2 separate regions of the Gossypium arboreum genome follow, and region 1 is linked to region 2. The links are chromatin contacts, called in public Hi-C maps. All regions are on one chromosome and are shown on one strand. Each heading gives the region's core, a stretch centred on a gene start, on an enhancer-like site or on the middle of the called end of the contact. The rest is flanking DNA. Distances are from core to core; before and after follow the strand shown. Region 1 holds the start of LOC108486201 (ADP-ribosylation factor GTPase-activating protein AGD3-like). Region 2 holds the start of LOC108476348 (histone-lysine N-methyltransferase, H3 lysine-9 specific SUVH4-like).

Region 1 (3,723 bases), core at 728-3,227, 200 kb before region 2:
AGGGGAACAAAGCACTGAAGGTTACAAAAACGGCAATCAAAATAAGCAACCTGAAATAATTCAGCTAAATATGTAAACAATTTTGGAGGGTGGAGGGGGGGGGGGAGTATGTAAATCTACAATGTCCTCGACTTCGTTCCAGCTAAGTAAAGAACGTCGAGAGAGAGAAACCTGCTTGCGAAACATGGGAGAGTCATCGAGCTTAGCGAAATGCATTGTGGAGGCCACGATTCTTTCTTCTCTTCACGATAAAATCTTAATTAACATTACATCAATGCTCGATCCTTCGTAGAATAAGACTAAACCCCTGAGATCTCCCCTTCACTCTGATTCAAACCCTCCCAAAAAGTAAAGACGAGGTGACTTGACAACAGTCGGCTTCCAGAGCAAGAAATTCAGCTCCATCAACTCGATTCACATGGATTTCACGGCATTTAATTTAACAGAAAGTTTTTTTTTTTTAATCTTGTTTACAGTTCTTTTTTTCGCTTTATGTGTAATACTATTTGCTTTGAGGTTTCAATTTAACACAACGAAAGGTAAAAAATATATATATAACCGAAAGAAGATAAATAAAATAAAACCCTAGAAAAGAGAAAGTGGAGGAGGAAGGAAGGGACAAGAAAACATAAGATTTTGATTAGAGGAAGTGGAGGTTGTTTTTAAGGGTGAGAGCCTTGGGAATTGAGAGAGTGAGTGAGTGAGGAAGAAACTAAAACAAAAAGGAAAAAGAAAAAGAAATTAATTAGTCCATTTTCCATACATTAAACCTAAAAAATGTCCATAACATGCGTGAAGGTGAGACACAAAGACAACTTAGATAAAAGCGAAAACACACAGACATAATTAGCCCTTCCCTTCCCTTACTTTTTTTTCCTTTTAATCTACGATTTCGTTTGGTGGAGCCAAAATTTTTAACAGCGTGCTGTGGATACCAAAACCTACGTCGTCGTTTCGAGGATGTTCTTGAAAACGGCGTTACGACTGTGTGTTTCTGACAGGAGCTACCTTCCTTACCCCTCCCTCATTCAGAGAGAAAAAAAAGGGAAAAGAGAAAGGTGAAGAGTGCAAGTGGAGAAGCGTGTAATGAAATATCTACTTTTTGAAGTTTGAATTGGTGGGAGATTGGAAAATAACGCGCCATGAGCGAGTGGTAGTAGATCATAGAAACTGAAAGATGCTTCTGTCTCGCTAACTCAGCAATCGAGGAAGCGGGACCCAAACTAGAACTACTCTCTTTCCTCTTCCATTTTGATTTTCTTGCTCCGGTCGGTCCCGTCACCTGCCAAATTTTAATTATCATTCTTTTTGGATAATTGAACGCAATCTGCATAGATTACATTTCCATCCATTGTATTCATATATGTTCCAAATCTTAATTAATCATAATAATTTTTTATAAATTCGAATATTTATTCTTTCTAAATGTAAATTTCTCTGAGACTTGGTGGTGATCAAAATATCTAGCATATATATTATGAATCGGTGGAAAGAGAGGAGGGCGAAGGGTGGGGACCTGAAAATTAAAATTGTAATGGAAAGGCAACCAAGAAATTTCAGCCTTACTTGAGCACAGTTACTCAACTCATCACCGCCCCCAAAATATCTGCAACAATTGAACATGACATTTGTTGTGGGCATTTTTGTTCTGGGCAGTCGAGATGATAGATCCTCTCCTCTGCTCTTTGAGACAGTATTTCTTGGGACCTAAATTTGCTTTTCGTCCATCATATGTTAAGTTCTATATTTCGGGATAGCATTTCTCGAGCTTTGTTAGTGGGATATGAGAACATGTTTGATTGGGATTTTTTCCTTTTTGGTATGACAGTCATTTTATTCGAGCTAAAAAGATGGAGGCTCTTGATTGCTTTGCCGACTATTTTACCTATTTTCATGGATTCTTATAAAAGGTGATGGTCATGCTTGCTAGAATGTAGCAACGAGCTACTTTATCAAATTTCTTTCAACGTTTTCTAGTCTCGGCTTCAGTGATCGGAGAACAATTATTATCAATAACTGTTTTAGTTTGTTACAGTTCATGATAATCATGAAATTCCTGTTGTATTCCTTATTTTCATTCAGTTTGTTCTTTGTCACAGCTCATAACAATTATGAAGTTCCTATTCTATCCCTTAGTTATTTTCATTCAGTTTGTTGTTACTAAGTATGTTTAGTAAGTGAATAAGTATCATTTTCAAATTAAAAATAAAATATTCATTAATTAATATTTTTGTATTAAACAAATATTTGAAAAGCCTTTTGCAATATTTAATATGCATTAAGATGATGCATACGTTTAAATTAAATCTTGAAAATATTTGTAAGTCGTTGCAACGATAATTCCTACAAACATTGAATTAAGTCACATTGGGGTAATATTAATCAACTAGTAAGAACATGAATTTCCATCTAATTAATACGTGAACCTAATTTCTTAAGTATTCACACGTACTAATAATTGCTTCGCATTTGGCCATCATTCTAACTTTAGTAGATCTTTGTGGGAAGTTACTTAATTAGAATGATGTTTAGTGTATAACCATTAAATCAACACCCATCACATCATGTACCAAAAATGAGTCGTCTTGGGACAATCTCAGCGAGTAACATGTATGATTAGTTGTAATATCCCTAAACCGAGTCTAATAGTTTTGAGTATATTTTTCGAGTTCCTAGCGTGAAACTAGGAATTTATGGGGCTTCTAGTAATTTTTAATTTAATTTAGAAGGTTAATTTCATCTAAAATCAATTAAACAATAAGCTGAAAAAATAAAAATATTTTTGGAAAATTAATTTTAAAGTAATTGAATAATTATTAGTGAAAATAATTATTTGGATCGAAAAATATTTTAAATAATTTTTATTGGGGTTAATTTAAGTTAAATTTAAATATTAATTAAATTAGATTAAATTGTAAAATAAGGAAATTTTGGAGTACTTATTTGGCAAATAAACCTTAAAATTTGAAATTTTTTAGGGAAATAATCAATTGGCAAAGTAAGGGAAATGTGGGAGTAGCAATTAGGCAAATTCCCCAAATTTTAAATTTTTGGTGAGTTGTTTCAGTTTTAAGCACAATGCATCTAACCTGCTTTTCACACCATTTACATAAAATTAGAAAGTTATAAAATTAGTTTTCTTTGCATGGTTTTAAAGATCTATTATCAAATAATAGATCCAGCCAATTTTCTTTTCAAAATACACTCTCAATTCATCCGAAATTATTTTCAAAAGTAGCTAAGAATATTCTAAAATTTCTCAAGTTTCTTAAATCAAGATTTTCAATCAACGAATCTAGAGCGAATCAAAGGTAATCTTCAATCCTAAACTTGTTTTTATGAAGATTAAAAATATTTTTACATGATTTGAGAGTCAATTAAATGATTTTTATCAATGTCATCTTCTTCTAAAAACACATGGTTCTTTAATAGTGGATCTTGAATTTTGAGAGGAAATTCGTCAATCAATGGATGTTTCAACTCAAAATGGATCTATTAAAAGGTTTTTGGTATTATTTATCAAGATTAAACATGATTTTTGAGGTAATTTGAAGAAATGTTAATTTCATCATCTTCATGAACCGATTTTCTGAATTTTTGTGAAATTGATTTAAATGTGAAATTGATGCTTAGTATATGTGTATTTGGTCTAGTATTGATGTTTGTAAGTGATTAGGAGGGCTAGAGAGATCAATTTTGTGAGGAATCCAGTTTTTGACTTGA
Region 2 (3,505 bases), core at 556-3,055:
AATAGAGGTCAAATCATCACCATACTTGCCCCCTTTTGAATCAGTTTCCTGTAAATCAGCAACATCTTTTTCATCATTTTCAACTGTAACATAACCATTAGATAAACACTCCAGCTTTGCATTACCAACTTTGTGTTTTTTGACCATGATCTCATCTTGAGAATCATCCAACGTTTTCCTCTTCTGGCTACTACCATAAAAGGGTCTCTTCTCCAAAGGAATACTTTGGAGTCTGGGGCTAACTCTAGTATTTGGTGTCTTTCTTGAATCGGGTACATTCTGTATCTTCTCAATGTTTGAGTTATCACCATTTGGTAGATTTTGAAACCTTGGGCTAACTCTAGTATTTAACGTCTTTCTTGAGTCAGTTGCATCCCATGTCTTCTCAATGTTTGCGTTATCAACATTTGGTACATTTTGGAACCTTGGGCTAACTCTAGTATTTGATGTCTTTATTGAGAGAGTTGCATCCCTTAATTTCTCATTATTGGAGTTATCACCATTAGGTAGATTTTGGAACCTTGGGCTAACTCTAGTATTTGATTTCTTTCTTGGGTCGGTTGCATCCCATATCTTCTCAAATTTTGGTAGATTTTGGAACCTTGGGCTAACTCTATTTGATGTCTTTGTTGAGGGAGTTGCATCCCTTTTCTTCTCATTGTTGGAGTTACCACCATTAGGTAGATTTTGAAACCTTGGGCTAACTCTAGTATTTGATGTTGTTCTTGAGTCGGTTGCATTCCATATCTTCTCAATATTTGGTAGATTTTGGAACCTTGGGCTAGCACTAGTATTTGATGTCTTTGTTGAGAGAGCTGCATCCCTTTTCTTCTCATTGTTGGAGTTACCACCATTAGGTAGATTTTGAAACCTTGGGCTAACTCTAGTATTTGATTTCTTTCTTGTGTCAGCTGCATCCCGCATCTTCTCAAATTTTGGTAGATTTTGGAACCTCGGGCTAACTCTAGTATTTGATATCTTTGTCGAGTCAGTTTCATTCCGTATCTTCACAATCTTTGAGTTAGGGCTAGCTCTAGTATTTGATTTCTTTCCTGAGTCAGTTGCATTCCTTATCTTCTCAATGTTTGAGTTCCCAACATTTAGTAGATTTTGAAACCTTGGGCTAACTCTAGTATTTAATGTTTTTCTTGATTTTGTTGCATTCCATATCTTCTCAATGTTCGATTTACCACCGTTTGGTAGATTTTGAAACCTTGGACTAACTCTTCGCTGTATTTCCATTTAAAAAATTGAAACCACGCTACAAGATCTGCATGCAGAGGAATATTAGAATGTCGGAGTAAGCGGAAATACAAAAGAAATTTTCTACTAAAAACACGTCTACAGATCACACTGGCTCTCTAAATTTTCATAGAAAAAAAAAAGAACGGAGTGAATTAGCAGAATCGATTTCAAGGTGCGTAGTAAATCTTTGAGAACATAAAGAACCAGCATTGTTTTATTAGACTCATTCTAGATGGAAAATTGATTTGCAAGTATAGAAAAAAAAAGAAAAGAAAATCGAAGAAAAAGGAGGGAAAAGAGAGTGGAGAAGCCTACCAGTGAAAGGAGAGCTGGAATGTTGGAGGAGACTGAACTGGAAAGTTGCCGTCTTTTAGAATCGAGTCTAGGGTTCGTAAAACTATTCTTCTTGACATGGGTTTTCTGATTTAGAGATTGAGAGCAGCGGGAAAGCTGAGATTTTGACGGATTTGAATAAAAGTCTCAAAGCATGATTCTCACATTCAAGATTCTGCTCTCTGTCATTCAACCTTTTTGCCAATATCATATAATATATATATATACATATATAAACATATTATAAAATACAAGTATATAATATTTTAGTGAATACTAGAAAAATAGGTTAAGTAAACTACATTTAAAATGTTAATAAAAATATTAAAAATAAAAAAAACGCACATGCTTCAAAAAAAATTAAAATCAAGTGTTATAATATCTCTTAACTTGTAAGTTTTCATAGTACCAAAAAATTAAAATACATGTTTTTTTAAATAAATATTTTCACTTTAATTAGTAAAAAAATATCTTCATTCAGACTTTATTTATGATATATTTTTTATATTATTAAAATACTCTAATTATCATAATAATTAATATGTTTAATTTTATTTATTTAATTAAAAACACATAAAATCATTCATGAAAATTGAGAAAAAAGAAGTCCAAAATTATATTACTCCAGAGTTTGTGCCACTAGGCATGTCGAGGACTGTAGGTAAGCCCAAATCAAATTCGAGTAGATTTTTAGGCATTGGGCTTCAAAGTTTAGTACAGTGCTCTAAAAGAAAAAATATTTCAAAATTATACATAAATTTTAATTTAATATATAATATTATATATTTAATTTAATTTTAATTCAATTTTCACAATATAATAGCATTGTTATTTATGTGTCATTATTTTTCATCATATTATATAAAATTGCTAATGCAATATTTTATTAAACTAAAACATAAATTAATAAATTTAAATTATTTTTACGTAGATTAAAAAATATATATCTTTACCAATGTACTAGTGGAAAGATAATTTAAATTTACGTAGATTATTTCCAAAAGAATAATTTAAATTATGTGGAAATATTAAAATTTACTAATTCATTTTTAGTTTAGTAAAATATCAATAAGTAATTTGAATTTTCACCGACTTCAAGAAAAATAATGTTACTTAGATAATATTGCAAGTGTTATATGAAAATTGAATCAAAATTAAAATTTTATGTATAAATTTACACTGGACCGAAATTCTTGTATAATATTGTACATTAAATGAAAATTTATATATGCTTTTAAAATTTATCTCAATATAAAATAACTAAAATTTAAATTTAAAAACAAGACATAACACAATAATTTAAAACGAATCTAAACCCAAATTTCAAATAAAGTAAACCTTGGATAAACTCAAATCGAACGAAATTCAAAGCATTCTATTTATATCAAGCTACTGCCTTAGAGCCAATTTTCTTCTTTAGCAGACTAATATGGAACACTGGATGAATTTTGGCATCATTTGGGAGATCTAATTTGTAAGGTACAGCCTACAGGTCCAATTTTTTGAATGATAGTGTAGGGTCCAAAGTATTTGAGATTCTTTCTTGAGCTATTAAAGTTTTCTTGTAAGGTTGAATCTTCAAAAAAAACCTTATCTCTAATTTGAAATTCTCTCTTAGACATGTTCCTATCTACATAATACTTCATCCTTTGCAGCGTTTTCTCAAATTGCTCAACCAACATTTTGCCAAGTTGTTCTCTTTTTTCAAGCAGCTCTTCAACAATAACTACTCTAGCATTTATGCTTGCTTCCCATGCAAAATCATGGGGTTTATAACCATAAAGAGCCTGTAAGGGTGTCATACCTATGTTTGTACGGAAACTGCTATTATACCACCATTCAGCTAAAGGTAAGTATTTAACCCAATCCTTTGCTTTAAGGAAACACGTACATATTCAATCTTTCAGTTTGTCCATCAGATTCGGGA

What was found. Hi-C and Micro-C count contacts between places; a contact is called where the count stands out from the background.
Region 1: a Hi-C map of leaf shows a contact between it and region 2, with 5 times the contacts expected there. The contact joins the promoter of LOC108486201 here to the promoter of LOC108476348 in region 2. A contact is called at or near these places in 3 of 5 Hi-C or Micro-C datasets (all in leaf).

Annotation. Positions count from the first base shown.
Region 1 is chr3:8,942,571-8,946,293 of ASM2569848v2, reverse strand. LOC108486201 (ADP-ribosylation factor GTPase-activating protein AGD3-like) reads right to left here and starts at 1,977. Exons shown (of 20, transcript XM_017790101.2): 1 at 1,567-1,977; 2 at 868-1,282.
Region 2 is chr3:8,741,699-8,745,203 of ASM2569848v2, reverse strand. It overlaps LOC108476348 (histone-lysine N-methyltransferase, H3 lysine-9 specific SUVH4-like), which reads right to left and starts at 1,805. Exons shown (of 16, transcript XM_017778536.2): 1 at 1,561-1,805; 2 at 1-1,270. The coding sequence starts at 1,242.